Linked DNA regions of Ovis aries: all the other regions are linked to region 4. The links are chromatin contacts, called in public Hi-C maps. All regions are on one chromosome and are shown on one strand. The core of a region is the stretch at or near the end of the contact, and the rest is flanking DNA. Distances in the headings are between cores, read along the strand shown.

Region 1 (3,398 bases), core at 380-2,879, 490 kb after region 4:
AAGACAGAACTGGAACCTCATGACAAAAATGAAGGCGAACATGATGTGGAAAAGAAGAAGATGGTATCTACAAGCTAAGGACCCTGGAGCAGAATTATATGAGGAGCTGGGTCATTCATGGCATCTTAAAGCTGCTACAGTAGTCCTAGAGTGGCTACCCTGGACTCATTGTTATATCTGAAAAATAAACCCCCAATTTGGTTAAACTGTTTTCTGTTACATGTAGCTAAACATATTCTTGGCTAAAGCAGAAACTGCCACAAGTTATCTTCTAACTAAGTCTTCCTGCTTGCAGGCTCTACCAGTTAGACAGCAGCATGACCTAGAATGTCAGAAACATAAGAACAGTCACAAAGCAATATTTCTATTCCTATAGCATTTCCTGCCAATTCCAGATATGCCAAATTATATACATGTTATATAGTACATATATTATATAACATTTTATGATACATGTTTATTAAAGAAAAAGAAAGCAGAGAGGAGACATAAGACTACCCATAGGTGAAACTTCCCAAGTCCCATTTTAACATTTTGCTATAGCTGTTGTTGTTTAGCCACTAAATCATATCTGACTCTTTGCAACTCCATGGACTGCAGCCCGCCAGGCTCCTCTGTCCATGGGATTTCCCAGGCAAGAGTATTGGAATTGGTTGCCATTTCCTTCTCCAGGGGATAGTCCCAACCCAAGGATCAAACCCTCATCTCCTGCATTGGCAGGCAAATACTTTACCACTGAGCTACCAGGGAAGCCCTGGTATAGCCCTGCTATAGTTATTCTGTCTTATTTTATTCAAAGGTTTTTTATTATAACATTATAGTATATTCATATTTTACCTAACATTATATTATAAGCAGTTTTCCACGTGGAAACAAATAGCTGTTTAACTTTCCAAATAACTAAGTTTTACTTAACTGGTTTCTTGTCACTGAACTTAACTTTAAAAACTTCTTAACTTTTCACTTAAAAAAATCATTTATTCACTGAGTGCTACATTCAAGTCACTAGATTAAATATTAGAAGTACATGTACGTGAAGAAGTGCCTATTTGAATGCTCTTCAAAACTACAAGACACAAACATATATGCAATATATATGGCAGATGCATGTGCATACTTTCTGTATGTGGCCCTAAGTCATCTGTTTTTAAATATGCTTATAGGATTGAAATATTCCAATTTTTTTTCAATGGCAACCCACTCTAGTATTCTTCCCTGGAAAATTCCCTGAACAGAGGAGCCTGGCAGGCTACAGCCCATGGGGTCACAAAGAGTCAGACACGACTAAGCAAGCACACATGTACTCCTTTTATTGCTAATTCCCATGATTCTTTTCTGCTGGATTTACTTTAGTATGACTGCTCGGTTCAGTATAGTACTTCCAATGAACAATTTATTCATGTAAAAGCTGAGATTACTTGAAACTTCAGGTGACTGAAGATCTCCTGTTTTCATTTTTACTAACAGAATGTGTGCTGTAAAGTATTAATATCTCTTTCTTGCTTTCTGATTTCACAATTATTAGTAATAGTTAATTCCCCAACAACCTTCTGGTGGAAAGACAATCATTTCTGGTTACCAGTCCAAGAAGGAAACAGTGACTAGCATGACTCAGAAAGCACAATGAAGACTTGAGATTTTAAAACAGAGGGCTTGGCTCTCAGCAATTTCGTTCTGAGAACACAGCCAATTTGCATAAATGGCAGGTTGACAATTCCTTATCTTTGAGTGCTAAGTCCAAGCTGTAATTTTTTCTGGCTGTGTATATAAGGACAGCTTATTCTCTAACTCAAAGTACATGTATGTGATATATTCAAAGTGAGAGAAAAGTCATACTATTTTTATGCAACTGAATTACTGATGTTTTAAAACATGAAACCTATTGGTGAAAACCCTATCTTGATGTTGTTACTAATGGGCCACTCTTGGAATTTATCTGAAGGAAGATTTCCTATTTTCCTGAGAGGCAGTTCTCTACTCTTGGATCCTAGAGTAAGAAAAGATTCTGGCTGAAATTTATTTACCTCAAGTGGATCTTAAATATAGTGTTGGTGGGAGAAGATTGGAAAATGCTACTAGACAATATGTCACAGCGACTAAAAGTAGAGAATTTCATCAGCAGGAATGAAGGGTGAATTAATGTAAAGCTCAGAGGTAAGAGCATGTTTTGATAAATGTAAAGTTAAGATTCATATTTTCAAAAAGTGATAGAATGTTCACTTTGCAGACCATTTCCAAGTTTTAAAAATATTTCTCATTTATAATCTCCTTTTATCTTGAAACTCACATCTTTTCTCCACCTCTGATGAGGCAACAAGATACTTCTGTCTGGGAAAAAGTGAAGGCTTACTGGAAAATGATACAGAGAAAATAGAATGAATTCTAAAATGCTTATGCCAGATCACAATCTATTGTGTTTATCCAAATTTTATTTGTAAAGTGCCTAATAATCTATTGACCTGTTCTTTTTTAAAAAAATAATTTTATTCATTTATGACTATGCTGGGTCTTGTTGCTGCTCTCAGGCTTTTCTCTAGTTGTAGCAAGCAGGGGCTACTCCAGTTGAGGTGTGTGGGCTTATTGCAGTGACTTCCCCTGTTGCAAAGCACAGGCTCTGGGGCACGCAGGCTTCAACAGCTGCAGCACGTGGGCTCAGTAGTTGTGATTCCCAGACTCTAGAGCACAGGTTCAATGGTTGTGGTGCACAGGCTTAGTTGCTTACTGGACTGTTCTTATCTTCATAGAATCCATGACAGCCAGGTGTAATCTTTAATCCCCTTCATTTTAGACCTGTTGGTTAATTCATGCAGCACACAATCAAAGTTTAATCTAACTGGTTTTCATCTGTATTAAATGATTCCTTCAGAGAAGTCCCACAATTTTACCAGGCCATTCATTCAGTCTATTCAATTCACTTCTATTGGGTGTGTACATAGCAAGTACTAGTTATGCAATAATGACTAAGATAAGTCCTACTTTCTGTTGGTTGTTTGTGAACTGACCACCCAGATCACCTGGAAAAGTCAGCTACAGATTGCCTAGCCCCACCCTAGACCTCTTGAAATAGAAATGTCAAAAGGCAGAGGATTCTGCACTTTCAAGATGTTCCAGACACTGCTGCTTTAAGAGTTCAGAGTTTAAAACACTCTGGGGTTGGAGGAAGGGAGAATGTCAGGGGGGTGGAGAGGCGTGGACTTGGGGAGGTACATATGCTAGGAGGGAAGGGAGACTTGGCGGGTATGGCCAAAAAGTAAAACAAATAAATACATTATAGTGTGGTGGGTGCTTTAATAGAGTTATACATGCAAAGTGCTAAGAATATATAGTGAGGAAGAATTAAGCTGAACTACATATCGTCAGAGAATTACTAAGATTTCTAGAATTATTGTATCTAGTAT
Region 2 (3,010 bases), core at 229-2,728, 390 kb after region 4:
AGTGATGGGGATGGGACAAAGAGGAAATAAGCTTATATCAAATCTTAACTTGGGCCCAGAAACTGTGCCTGCACCAGTCCAGAACAGCAGAGAATACCATCTTTTTTTTATTTTAATCTTTAAATTTCTGTTCCTTTTTCTTTTTAACCAAACCGCAAAGAACCACAACCTTTCCCAAATGAATCACAGAAAATCCACAGTTCTCAGCATTTATTTTTAAATAACGCATGTAGTCATATTATGGAGTCATAAATAGCTTATATGAATCTAAAAACTCAGGTATTAAAAAATGTGTAGCCTTCTAGCCTTAATTCCAAGGAAATGTTAAAAGCTATTTATTTTTGAAGATCAGCATTATTTTGGTGACAACCTTTGAGGGTTTTCCTTTACTGGTGAAAGACAGTGATTCATCTTGCCCTCACTAAGGCAAACCCAAGACAAGCTTGCTGATTCTTTAAGAGGTAGAGACAGGGGAACTTGTTAGCAAACACTTTTCCTTGTCAGAGGCCAATTATTTTTTGTGTGGATTTTATCAAATACCTTCCAAAGAAACTGCAATGTCTTTCCTGACTTTTTTTCTTTGCAAGAGTCTCTTTCTAAGAGCACATGCAGTCCTAGGTAATTGTTTCTCATTTGTGTAGGAGTCACTGTCTTTTTATATTTGCTTGTCTGTTGATTTCCATAGAAATCACGCTTGCCCTTCTGTGAGGAGTACAGGAGTCAAGGCTCTGATGTGACCTCTGATCGTGAGAGCAGGTCCGCACAGATGTGATGCAGAGTTTCCCAGCTCTGAAACACGTGTGAGCACACAGAACTCTCTTTCCTTTTCAGTCTCAGAATCAGTGGGTTTATTGGGCTAGTGCTGACATAAAAAATGAAATGAAACATCTGAGTGTAACAGCTGCACAAAATTTGGAGTCGTGTAAACTGGTCTGACATCACACATTCTGCATGTGAGTTCCATGAGTATTCTCCATATGGTGCTAATACAATAACATGCCTACAAAGTCCCTGTGGTTTATGGCATGACGAGTTCCAGAGCTGAGGAAATAAAGCCAGGAAGCCCACACCATTTGCTGAATGGAACTGGTGCTGGGTAATGTCTCAGACTCACTGAACCACTCAGGGTCACTAGGAACAAGAAGCCACGTTGGACACCGTACCAGCAGCAAGTTTTATGCTGGTGACTCTAGTTCCCTCTCCTCAGAAGGAGTAGGAGAGAAGTCTCACAATGCTTTTTGCCTTACTCCATAGGAAAATAGATGTAGGAGTGTAAAGGAATTGCCAAAGACAGCCTACTTCTTCCTGGCAGTCAGGAAAAGGCAGGTAGAAAGAGAGAAAGAGAACATATTAATAACAGCTCGACAGAAGTCTTGGCAAGAGGCAGCAATCCTTTGCTGAAAGGCTAGAGTCCTGCCCAGGGCACACAGTGGCATTGATCAGATCAATGACGCCCCACACTGACCCCAGCTATAAACAAAAGCTGCACATGTTCCCTTTCTTCTGCTCAAGGTGGGTGGGGTAGGAGTAGGAGAGTACAGGCATTTGCCTAGTAGTTCGTGTTCCTCTGACAGGCTATACATGTGGCCTAGAAAAAATTCTGTTCTTATTTAATTTTTAAAAATGACCCAGAGACACTTGTTTATCTGCTGGCTAATTAACCTGACAGAGGATGACTTACAGAAAATATTTAGTGGCAGCTTGGCTTTCCCTCTTCACTCAGCGTAATGCTGGATTGCTTCCCTTACCATCAGTTTCCAGGCTCAGAAAATCCACACTGCAAGTGCAGCATTGTAAACAGATTTCTCTGATAGACTTTCAAGGTCAGTGAACTTATTGAATGCAGCACCTATTTGCATGAGAGAATTCATAAGTGAATATATCAGGTTGGGGTCCATCATATTTTAGGGCAGCATCTATTGGCTATATGTGACAGTGCATTTTAGCTCTGTTGGATACTAAATACATAGAAGCAGAGAGAGATCTCCCAGACTGGATTTCAAGAGTTGCAAGTGTAGAGACCAAGAATCTTTGAACCCAAGTGAGGATTTTCATGGTCTGAGAAAAGGAAAGGGAAAAATAAAAGGTGTTTAAATAGGAGAATTTAAATAGGATAATAATTTTTCCTTTAAATAGGAGAAATCTCAGATCAGGAGAGTAATGAACATTCTCAGAATGTTATAAAGCATTTCAAAATACATAAAAATCAACACTTCCTAGCAAATTTTTTTCCTCCAGTGAAAGATATCTTTAGTCATCTTAAATCATTAGCAGAACAGAATTATATTAATAGAAAATCACTTCATAGACAATTTTACTAAAATTTATTCACTCCTGTAAAATTGGAAGCACCTGTGACTTTGACACAAAATGTAAGATAAAGTTCAGTTCAGTAAGAACTGTAAGATAGAAGGTGGGCATAATACCAGAATCCGGAGAAGGCAATGGCACCCACTCTAGTACTCTTGCCTGGAAAATCCCCTGGACAGAGGAGCCTGGTGGGCTGCCGTCTATGGGGTCGCACAGAGTCAGACACGACTGAAGCGACTTAGCAGCAGCAGCAGCAGCAGCAATATCAGAATCATTGTATAGTACATTGTAAGGTCAGTTGTAAAATTCTCCTTTACTTTGACCATCTATGCCATGGCTTTCCTCTATCAGAATGGGCAATGTAAAGATGATTGTTAACGCAAAATAAATAGGTTTATAAGGAATTCTGGTCTAATCTCCCAGGGCTCAAGGTTGTGGCTTAGAATCACTACAACTGAGATCAGAGAGTCTATTTGGGGGTTCTATCCAAGTTCTAGACCCTTCTCTAGTTGCCCCAACGGAAATCAAACAAATTATACAGTGCTAATAAACTGTGTGGTTGTACCTGCCTCTGCCAGGCATACTATGGTCCTGATACATACTGTTAGATCACCACACATTATCTTTCAGGTTTTCTGCACAGTCTTTTCCAAGCAAGGCAGCCTTGACAACTTGTCAACGGGGTGTTATTCTCTTAAAA
Region 3 (3,303 bases), core at 229-2,728, 320 kb after region 4:
ATCTAGTGGCACAGTGGAACAGTATCGTTATTGTAAATCTACTCCAATTTTGTGGCCTTACTATACTGAGTGGGAAGAATTGGTAGGTCTGATTATTGAGGGAAATTTTTAAAATCCTGCCATCCAGAAAATTTCCCCACGATGCAGAAAGCAATTTTATTATCACATAAGCATTTAACTAAACTGTGATGCACACCTAATCTGCTAATAAGATTACAAAGACAGAAAGAAATCCCACTTTTTAATATAGCCAAGCACGTACACTCCATTACATACATGTTCTCAAGATAAAAGATAATTTGTCCTCAACAGAGCTTACTATACTCTATTTCATAGTTTGTTTTAAATTCACCTGGTAATTGAAGTAGCCACCTGTGCTAGCTAACAGCGTTTGTTCAAATGAATACATATCTCTAGACAAAGCACTTGGTTACTAGAAGCACTAAACTCCCAAAGTAATATGGAGATATGGGTCCTGTTTCCCTTGATGTTTACATTTTAAAGAAATGGCTCCCAGGTCCTCCAGAAAAACATTCTGGGTCTTCAAAAGATTTGCATACATACATGTTGAAGGAACAGAGGAAGCACACAGCCGTAAAAGGTTTCCCAAGAAAGGAATGGGACAGATCTCTTTCCCTTTAGCAAGAGGGGGAAAAAATTTTTTTTAACTTAATTTACTCTTTCATTATTTTGCTTTTTTTTTTTTTAAAAAATCAAAGAGGCCCTTTTATTCTCTCACATTACACACTTTGTAGACTCTTCTTCGACATGAGGTGCGGTGATAACCGGCGGTAGCCGCGTAGGTATTGGTGAACCTGCTCTGACAGGGTTACAAGGAAGATGTCAAAAATACAGACCCATCCCTAGTCGTTCACTTCCGATTCCCTTCATGACACCAGTGTCACGCTGGGCCATTAACTCACGTTCAGCTTTCAGGCCCTTCCCTAAAGAACTATTCCTTTAGTGTGAATCACCACAGATGAGGTCAAGGTCAGGTGAAGAGGGAGTTCACGTCCTGAGACTTTCTGAAGGGACAGGATTTTCCAAATAGAAACTAACTGCAAGTACAGCCAAAATCGGCTGCAAGGGTTTTGAAATCTGTCCCTTTATAACCCCGTTCCCACGGGACCCGCGGAGGCGGGAAGAAGAAAAGGTGCGGGGATGAGGCCTATCCTAGCCACGCAGAGAAGAGGGCACCCAGCTGGACGGGCTCGCGAAGACTCGACAAAGGCAGCAGCTGGGGTCAGAGGCAAGGCGCGGGGCCCACTCCCCGGGCGCGGCACCACGGCTCGGCTTTCCGGCTCTGCCCCCGGGGTGCCAGCACGCCTCTTCTTCGGAACTGCGCGCCGGGACCAGATCATTCCAGGGCTCAAGAAAGCCTTTCCTTGTCTCTCTCACCTATACTTCGATTCCGCCGGGGGCAAAAGGCTTTCCTGGTCTCCCAGGAGACCGTGCTGCACGTCGGCCTGACGTCAAGGCGCGATGACGTCACGACCCACGCCGCTCGCCAACGCGGAAACAGGACACCCCTGCGCCGCCCCGGGCCAAGTCCTGGGCGGAAGCTTGAAGTCTCCTGGCTGGGGTCAAAGAACGGGCTTAGGTTACGCTGGGTACTGTGAGTGGGAGGCAAGGGACGCTAAGGGCGAGGCAGAGGAGGGCGGGCTGGAGTCGTGGGGGCGGCTGCAGGGATGGAGGGAGACATTTCCAGCCCAGAGGCGGGTTGGAATGACGGTGGCAGAAGTGGAAGACAAAGTCCGTCTACCTCTCACCCCTCAATGGGGTCGCAAAGAGTCGGACATGACTGAACGACTGAACTGACTGTGACCCTTTATTATAATTTTTCTTCTGTCAATTTTTCTCAGAGGTCATTGACCCCTGAGATAAGAGAAGAAAAGAAAAATTCTTCCTAGTTTTTGGAGTCTATACAAAGTGATACCCTAGGACTTTCCACGTGGTTCACACAACTGTGTTGTCATGTTAACATTTCAGTTCAGTTCAGTCGCTAACTCGTGTCCAACTCTATGACACCGTGGATTGCACCACGCCAGACCTCCCTGTCCATCACCAACTCCCAGAGTTTACTCAGATTCATGTCGATTGAGTTGGTGATGCCATCCAACCGTCCTGCGGTTTGTGGGGTGGCAAAGAGTCGGACATGACTGAAGGACTGAACTGAACTAGGAGTTCAGTTTTTGTCATCTGTTCAGCAATAAATTGTATACTAAATTCTTTTTAGCCCTGAGAATATTATTGAACAAAATTTCCAATGAGACAAGTTAGGCCTTGAAGAAATAAACATCTACTTTCAAATATTCAAAGTCAAGCTCTACAATGAACCCTTTGATGACTGTAAACCTGTACTCTTGTGGCCTGTTCATTACTGATAAGAGCTTCACCCAAAAATGTACTGTGTGCCAAATATGTTAATAGTTATCATATGAATATATTGATTTTTAATTGAGATATAACTGAAATACATTAGTTCCAGGTATCCAACAAAATGATTCAATATTTGTTTATATTGTAAAATAAAGGCAATAAGTCTAGTTAACATCCATCACCACAGATAGATACAATTTTTTTTTCTTATGATGAGTGCTTTTAAGATATGCTCTCTTAGCTTCTTTCAGATAAACAGTACAGTATGTTACAGTGCTGAAACACTACATCCACAGGAATTATTTTCATGAATATATTTTAAAACACAAAAAGAATAAAGCTCTAACAGTACTCATTTAATACTTTTGTAATGAATTTGATGCTCAAAATTATTGTACTGACAGTTCTTTAACCTTAGCATCCAATATCTAGCCTATAACAAATATCAATAAAATCAGACTGAAAGTTGATAACTGCCTTATACACTCTAAAAACTTTTTAAAGAACTTGCTTTTTTAATGAAATTATTATTTCTGAGATTTCCATAGATTCTAATGAAGCATCTAATATTTGTTTTGATAAGTGATTGGCAGCAGTGATTTCATTCTGTCTTTACAGAGATGAAGTTCATGTTTCTGCACCTATAATTTCAGGTAACTATGGAATTTATAAGATTCAAGTTGGAGTAATTTTCCTCTTTTTTTTTTACATCTCTAGTAATAGGATATTTTAATGCCATTAAATCAGGAGTTGTGAATCATCTTAAAAGTATTTTCTTATGAACTACTGATAAAAAAATCAAACACTATCAAACAGGTGAAAAAGATGAATCATAGTAGCCCTGGTTTGCAAGGGTATAGAGAAACTAGCACTCTTTTTTAATGTGTGTTTTTGGCTGTGTTCAGTCTTTGTTGTAGCATGCAG
Region 4 (3,310 bases), core at 91-2,590:
TATGGAGGGAAAAGGCTTGTTGGCTTTTTTGCAGTGTTTCCCCTGCCATGCAAGGGTGGGGCCCAGCACTCAAAAGCGGGGGGTGTCAGGGGGTGGGGGAGTTGGGGGGATTGAAGCCAGAATCTTCCGGCTCAAGCTATGGTTCCCCTCTCACCAGCATGTGACCTTTTTAGGCCCCAAATTCCTCATCTAAAAATACGGGCAGTTGCCACCTGGGGCTGCACTGCACACTCTGTGAGAACATTTCTCATAAAGAGGGAATGCAGCCATTATTGTTAATATGCAGGAGCCCTAATTTCTCTCCAAGCCAACTAGTGCTGTCTCAATATCAGCAAAGAGAAAGATAGGTATTTATCAAGCCATTTTGTAATCTTTGGGGATTTTCAAAGGCTTTTTAAAGCCTGAAGAAAAGCAGCCAAATTGCTTCGGTTTCTCCATCTGTTCCTCCATGTTATCTCCATCATCTTGGGGGAAAACATGGGCCCTTTGGGGAAAGGCCTTGGCAGGTAGCCACCGTCAGGCCTCCCCACCGGCTTGGAGGGGCAGCCAGCTAGCAGGTAGTCGCCCAAGGAAGGATGAGCTCGGACAGGCCACCTGAGACCTTGGGTCCAGGGTTGCCTTGTACTCTTTTGCCCTCATGGGCCACTGCCTCCATTAAAAAAATATTTTAAAATATATTTTGTTACTTCACTGGTATAAAAGTAATTCAGAACCACCGCTGGGTTATTACATATTCATCCTTAATTTCTCTGATGGTTTTGAGAAAATAAAAATATAACTGGAAATAGGTGAAGTATGAGGAGCGGTATGGCCTCTAGGGGGCAGCACGAGCTCACCAGATGCTTATGTGACCCGGGGTGGCGGGTAAACCGTGGGTGAGCACCCAGCAGCGACTCCCACCGCTGACTCACAAAGGCCTTTTGCTTCTCCCAGCGCCTTCTCGGAGAGGGCTGTGTTAGCGCCTCTCACCCTCAGCCCAGGAAGCAGAAGGGCGGAGCGGGAGTTACTGCCCCACTCGGGGCAGAGAGGCTCACCCTGGGAGGCGCAGGGCCGCGCGGGGTCACACGGTGGCAGAGGCGGGACCCGACCAGAATTTCCTGGCTCCTCCTGCCGGAGTCTGCCTCGGAGCCTCAGCAGGCAGGATGCTCCGAAGGCCCGAGAAGTTGGTGATGTCGGCTCAGCCCTGCCGCGTCCCCCATCCCAACACTGGCAGGCAGGGAGCAGCCGCCCCTTCCCTTCTTGGCACCCCTCCCCCCACATGCCTTTGTTCACTCGCTCTGCCTACCCTCCCCCCACAACACCCCACTCCCTCCAGAGTCTGGCAGGTGGGAGAAGTTCCTCCGCTCCCCCAGAACTGAGCCGGACATCAAAGGCGCACACAGAGGACAGGACGAACCGGTGCAGCACAGGGGTGGGGGGCGGCTGGGGGGCCTGGGCCAGGAGGCACAGCAAAAAAGACCAGAAACAAAACCAACAGAACACCAGGCGGGAGATGATCGCATCTCCAGGCTCCCAGGGGGAACACCCAGCACATGGCCGGTGGGAACAATAGGCCTTCCTTTCTCCCCTCCCCAGCTGGGAACGCACCCTCTGGGGAAGGGGAGAGAGGGAGAGGGAGACCCTCTCTCCCCTAGGGTCTGCCTGAGTAGGGCCTGGACCCCAGGGGAAGCTAGTTTACAACACACATAATTGATTTTCTTTCCTTTTGTAGAGGTGAGGGTGGTGCCTAAACCCATGACAGAAACTGCTCCGCCTTGCTGGATGAGCAGAAAAAGTTGCTCATTTTTTAAAGGGGAAATATGAGATGCCAGCTGACTGAAATGGATATGGCAAAAGGGCAACCCTGTTCTCTTTCAGAGAGCATCTGTTTGGTTCAAAGGGGCCAAGAAGATTCTGGAACTTTGGCAAAGTGTGGCCAGGCCTGAGGCAGGGGTACAAGGCCTTCCGCAGAGGCCCTGGGGGGTGGATGGGGGGGACGCCTGGGGGCCCCTCTGCAGGACAGAGGTGACATCCGCCACAGAACAGCCCACCCTCAGCATCACCTCACCGGCAGGAGTCTGTCTCATCTCTCACACACAGTGACCCCAGCGCCCGTCTGGTTAGGCAGGTCCAGCTAGGAAGCAGAAATGACAGGCTCATCATGCAGATGGAGAATAAGCCATAGCTGGTCTCCCGTGTTGCTCCTCTGACCCCCCAGGAGATCGGCACGACGAGGGGACAGTCTAGTTTAGGTTGGGAGAGCAGGACTGAGACCTGCTCAGGAAAGGAACAGGACCCTCAGGAGAACGCCTGGTTGTGGAGGCTATGGCTAGGGACCTTCCTGGTAGGGGGACGGGCAGGAGGTCAAGAGCCACAGGAAGAACTCGTCTAAGGAAAGTCTGCACTTGGGGGTAGCCGTGGCTTTGCCCAGGCCAAGCCAGACTCACCATGTTCGGGAATTCTGTGACACAGGATGACTGACTTCCACAACCAAAGGGGACTTTCAGGAGATCTCTTTTTTTTTTAAGCTTTTTTTGTATTAGGGTATAGCCGATAAACAATGCTGTGAGTTTCAAGTGAACAGCAAAGGGACTCAGCCATGCATATACATGTTATCCATTCTTCCCCTCACATCCAGGCTGCCACGTAACATTAGGCAGAGTTCCCTGTGCTATACAGTAGGTCCTTGTTGGTCTGAATGCTCTCGTCTGATCCCCGCGAATTGCCACTGAAAGGGGTTTTGGAGGAAATATCCTTAAACCCCTGTGTGGCCCAAAGGGACAGTGTGACTTGCTGAATGCCCCACAGCTGCTCAGAGGACAGAAACAGGAAGCCCTGGTTCCCCGATCCATGGTCTGGAGCTCCTGCTGGTAGATCACCTTGACAATGGAAAACGTAGGTGGCCTCGAGGAGCCCTGAGGACCTGGAGTGACTGAAGCCCAGGGCGGAGGATGCAAAATGGACTTTGATTTTAAGGTCAGACCGGAGAGGGAGGTAAGCCACCAAAATGGGGTGATTTATCAGAGTAGCTAGAAAGCCAAAACATGGCCAGCTGGAGGTCACCTGACAGGGAAGGACATCTGTGAAATGGTGTCTAAGGTTCCACCCATCTCCGGTGTTTGGAGACATGCTGTTCTAGGAGCCTGAGACTCCAGGGAACTCAGAGGTAGTCAGTGTGCAAGGAGCAGGCCTGGGAGGGCCATGACTCATCCCTCAGTCATCCCTGGACCCCTCAGGCAGCCCTGAGTCAGCAGCCATTTCTGAGATGGGCACCATCTCCCGAGGCCTTTGATGGTGACTCAGCAGAAAGGGTCAGGCGGAGGCACCACCT
Region 5 (3,388 bases), core at 802-3,301, 370 kb after region 4:
TCACGTTTCACTTTCATACACTGGAGAAGGAAATGGAGCCCACTCCAGTGCTCTTGCCTGGAGAATCCCAGGGACGGGGGAGCCTGGTGGGCTGCCATCTATGGGGTCTCACAGAGTTGGACACGACTGAAGTGACTTAGCAGCAGTAGCAGTAGCTACATCAAACAATATGGAAGAATCAAGGTCCATACATAGAGAATGATACTATTTTTTATAACACTCAAAACCAAAAAAAATAATAATAATGCATCATATTTTTTGGTGATTTGTTCTTGTCATTCAGTCACTAAGATATCTGACTGTAACCCCATGGGCTGTAGCGTGCCAGGCTCCTCCGTCTTCCACCATCTCCCAGAGTTTGCTCAAATTGACGTCCTTTGAGTCAGTGTTTGGTGATGACAGTATCCAAAACCCAACTCAAGTTATCATCGCAGACCCATGTCAACACAGGGCTTCTCTGAGGAGCAGACAGTTTGAATAGGTGCAACTGAAGAACTGAGGAATAAACTTTTTGTTCTGTGATTTGTCACAGAAGGTCTTCAGAAAGTTCACACATACACACATGCCCTGCCCTGCCCTGCCCAGGTCTGACCCAGAGGTGAGGGGCAAGGGAGGAACCTAGAGCACTGGAATCTGAATCTGAATTTGTGGGTGGTTCCTCCCTCAGCTGCAGAAGACCTTTTCATCCTGTGGAACAGGAACTTGCTTTATATCCTATCCAATGTATTCCTGCTCTGTGGCTTCTTAGAATAAACTATGGTTTATTGGCTCTTCATAGCCTTTTGTGTGCTTCCCCAGTGGCTCAAATGGTAAAGAATCTGCCTGCAATGCAGAAGACCTGGGTTCAGTCTCTGGGTCAGGAAGATCCCTTGGAGAAGAAAATGGCAACCGACTTCAGCATACTTGCCTGGAGAATTCTGCCGACAGAGGAGCCTGGTGGGCTACAGTCCATGGAGTCACAAAGAGTCAATATCTTCTATTTCAAAAAGCCAAATTTTTGCAGATCAAAAGATCTTACCCTCGGGCTATTTTATCTCCCTCAGTTAGTCAGTCAGTTCAGTAATTCAATCATGTCCGACTCTTTGCAACCCCATGGGCTACAGCACAGCATGCTTCCCTGTCCATCACCAACTCCCGGAGCTTGCTCAAACTCATGTCCATTGAGTCGGTGATGCCATCCAACCTTCTCATTTTCTGTCATCCCCTTCTCCTCCTGCCTTCAATCTTGCCCAGCATCATAGTCTTCCAGTAAGTCAGTTCTTCACATCAGGTGGCCAAAATATTGGAATTTCAGCTTCAGCATCAGTCCTTCCAATGAATATTTCAGGACTTTTTCCTTTAGGATTGGTTTCATATCTTTGTAATCCAAGGGACTCTCAAGAATCTTCTCCAACACCAGTTCAAAAGCATCAGTTCTTCTGCGCTTAGCTTTCTTTATGGTCCAACTCTCACATCTGTACATTACTACTGGAAAAACCATAGCTTTGACTAGATGGACCTTATCTCCCTAGGTAATTAAAAAACTGTTTTGAAATTAAAAAACCTAGGCAGTGACCTCTTTGTTCTCTGCTGTATCAAATACTCCTCCTTTCCTAGAACAATAAGCCTAGATTCAAGGTATACTTTTAATGGCAATGAGGGTGAGAAAAACATAAACTACTGAAAAATTCAAGAGATATTAAAAATAATATTTTCCTTTGCTTCTTAGCATAGGATTCCCTGCCCTTCAGAACAAGATCCCTTTCTATCATTCCAGTTGCTCTGCCTGATACTCTATCAATGCATTTTGCATTCAAGCTACAACTGATTTCATACTTGTTATTCCCAAAGCACAGAGCACTTTGATGGCATCATGCCTTTGCACATGTGGTTTCCTTTTGCCTGAAATACCTTCCTTTTAAGCCTGCCTCCTCATTTTATAAGATACACTCCGGAGATTAAGCTATTTTCTGTCAGTGCCAAACCCACCTTTCTCAGGTTAGAGCTGTGCAAACCAGCTTCCTTTTTAGCCATCAGAATTCCTGTTGGTTTCTGTCAATAGAGGGCACTAAAGGAAGACAGGGAGATAGGAAGGCATGAGGAAGTTGAAGGGACTAGTTCCTTCCTATTTGCTTGCTGTTTCTGTAAAGTCACCCAGCAGTGACCTTTATTTTGACAACAGCAGTTGTTTCCATCCCTAGAAGAACCAGCTTCATCCTACCTTCCTCAGAAACACCAGCACCAGCCAGTCATATCTCCTCCTCCAAGGCCTGCATCCCACCTGTGCATAGTATTTCATTCAGCTTCTAAATTCTAATAACTCTGATCTCTTCCCTTGGTTTGCTCAGACCTAGGAGGTGGTAGTTGCTTCCTGAAGTTGTTGTCTGTATGAAACCTCAGTGTTCCCTTTTTGCATTTTCAGTTCTCCAAGACCTGACTAACTAATTTCTAATATTAAATTTTCTCTGTTGGAATTCTTAATGTGCTTTTGTTTCCGTGACTGATTCTTGTTCTTTAAGTGAAAGCAGAATATGCCACCTCAAAATATGCCATTTTGACATAAGTATTATTTAGAGCCGAAGGAAACTGAGAAGAAATAGATACAAGAAAAGCCCTGTGCCCTCTCCCTATTTGCCTAAAAGACATAAATTTGTAAAGGTGTTCCCCATTCCCTTCTCTATCAGGAAGAAGTAATTACCCCAGAGATATCTACTTCACAGACCTTACTGGTTAGCCTTTATGTTCCATTAATTCCTCCATATATTTACCTTCCGCAATTTACTGCCCTAGAAACTCAAAGTCTTTTCCCTTTGTCTAGTCACTTTTCTAAAAAAAAAAAAAAATCTATTATTTTTTTGGCAAGATGCTATGAAGCACAAGTTCTAAACACCCCTTTGAGTTATTCATCACTGACTGCCCCCATGTATGTGTGCAATGCATGCACTGATAGATTTTTGCTTGTTTTTCTCTTGTTAAGCTGTTCTTTTGTCAGCCTAGTTTGCAGAGTCTCAGCCAATAAATCTTGGATGGGAAGAAAGAAAAGATTTTCCTTCCCTACATAGGACTACCTGGACCATTCATGCACTCCCTCCTCATCAGAGTGTTTGTTTTTGTGCTTCCCCACTACCTTTCAGATGACTCCTTTGAACTGCTTATCAAAATATGTTATAATGACTTTCTTATATGAATGTCCCATTCCTGGGTTAGTCTCTCAGAAGTAGAGATTTTTGTCTTATTCATCTTTATGATACCTGTGCCTGTCACAGTAAATATACACTCAGTAACTTGTCCTTGAATTAACAAATGAACAATCAAATGATTGCATGAATACTATAATAGTGATGCATTTTATCCTGCTAAAACTACAATGACATCTCTTTATCTATAGAATAAATCCCAAAGCATCCCT

What was found. A called contact is a pair of places that touch in the nucleus more often than the background predicts.
Region 1: a contact with region 4 is called in a Hi-C map of tail adipose tissue, with 12 times the contacts expected there. The contact joins two enhancer-like sites. A contact is called at or near these places in 8 of 16 Hi-C or Micro-C datasets (blood, hypothalamus, liver and 4 more).
Region 2: a Hi-C map of skin fibroblasts shows a contact between it and region 4, with 2.6 times the contacts expected there. The contact joins two enhancer-like sites. A contact is called at or near these places in 2 of 16 Hi-C or Micro-C datasets (liver and skin fibroblasts).
Region 3: a Hi-C map of tail adipose tissue shows a contact between it and region 4, with 6 times the contacts expected there. The contact joins the promoter of LEKR1 here to the enhancer-like site in region 4. A contact is called at or near these places in 5 of 16 Hi-C or Micro-C datasets (hypothalamus, liver, skin fibroblasts and 1 more).
Region 5: a contact with region 4 is called in a Hi-C map of liver, with 4 times the contacts expected there. The contact joins two enhancer-like sites. A contact is called at or near these places in 2 of 16 Hi-C or Micro-C datasets (liver and skin fibroblasts).

Annotation. Positions count from the first base shown.
Region 1 is chr1:231,690,867-231,694,264 of ARS-UI_Ramb_v3.0, forward strand. The region is part of intron 1 of TIPARP (TCDD inducible poly(ADP-ribose) polymerase); the gene reads right to left. It overlaps LOC114113873 (a long non-coding RNA gene), which reads left to right. Exons shown (of 2, transcript XR_003588606.3): 2 at 1-206. Among named protein-coding and RNA genes, the nearest start is that of TIPARP, 110 kb to the right of the region's middle. Within about 2 kb of position 1,630, at least 7 of the 54 cell types and tissues checked have an H3K27ac peak or open chromatin away from gene starts, as enhancers often do. A contact at or near this core is called in liver, where this site is marked.
Region 2 is chr1:231,587,178-231,590,187 of ARS-UI_Ramb_v3.0, forward strand. All of the region lies in intron 3 of LOC105603748 (a long non-coding RNA gene), which reads left to right. Among named protein-coding and RNA genes, the nearest start is that of LEKR1, 68 kb to the left of the region's middle. Within about 2 kb of position 1,479, at least 11 of the 54 cell types and tissues checked have an H3K27ac peak or open chromatin away from gene starts, as enhancers often do. A contact at or near this core is called in liver, where this site is marked.
Region 3 is chr1:231,518,982-231,522,284 of ARS-UI_Ramb_v3.0, forward strand. It overlaps LEKR1 (leucine, glutamate and lysine rich 1), which reads right to left and starts at 1,479. Exons shown (of 11, transcript XM_060394367.1): 1 at 1,399-1,479.
Region 4 is chr1:231,199,596-231,202,905 of ARS-UI_Ramb_v3.0, forward strand. All of the region lies in intron 1 of LOC132657285 (a long non-coding RNA gene), which reads right to left. Among named protein-coding and RNA genes, the nearest start is that of CCNL1, 33 kb to the left of the region's middle. Within about 2 kb of position 1,341, at least 36 of the 54 cell types and tissues checked have an H3K27ac peak or open chromatin away from gene starts, as enhancers often do. A contact at or near this core is called in hypothalamus, liver and tail adipose tissue, where this site is marked.
Region 5 is chr1:231,566,765-231,570,152 of ARS-UI_Ramb_v3.0, forward strand. All of the region lies in intron 2 of LOC105603748 (a long non-coding RNA gene), which reads left to right. Among named protein-coding and RNA genes, the nearest start is that of LEKR1, 48 kb to the left of the region's middle. Within about 2 kb of position 2,052, at least 4 of the 54 cell types and tissues checked have an H3K27ac peak or open chromatin away from gene starts, as enhancers often do. A contact at or near this core is called in liver, where this site is marked.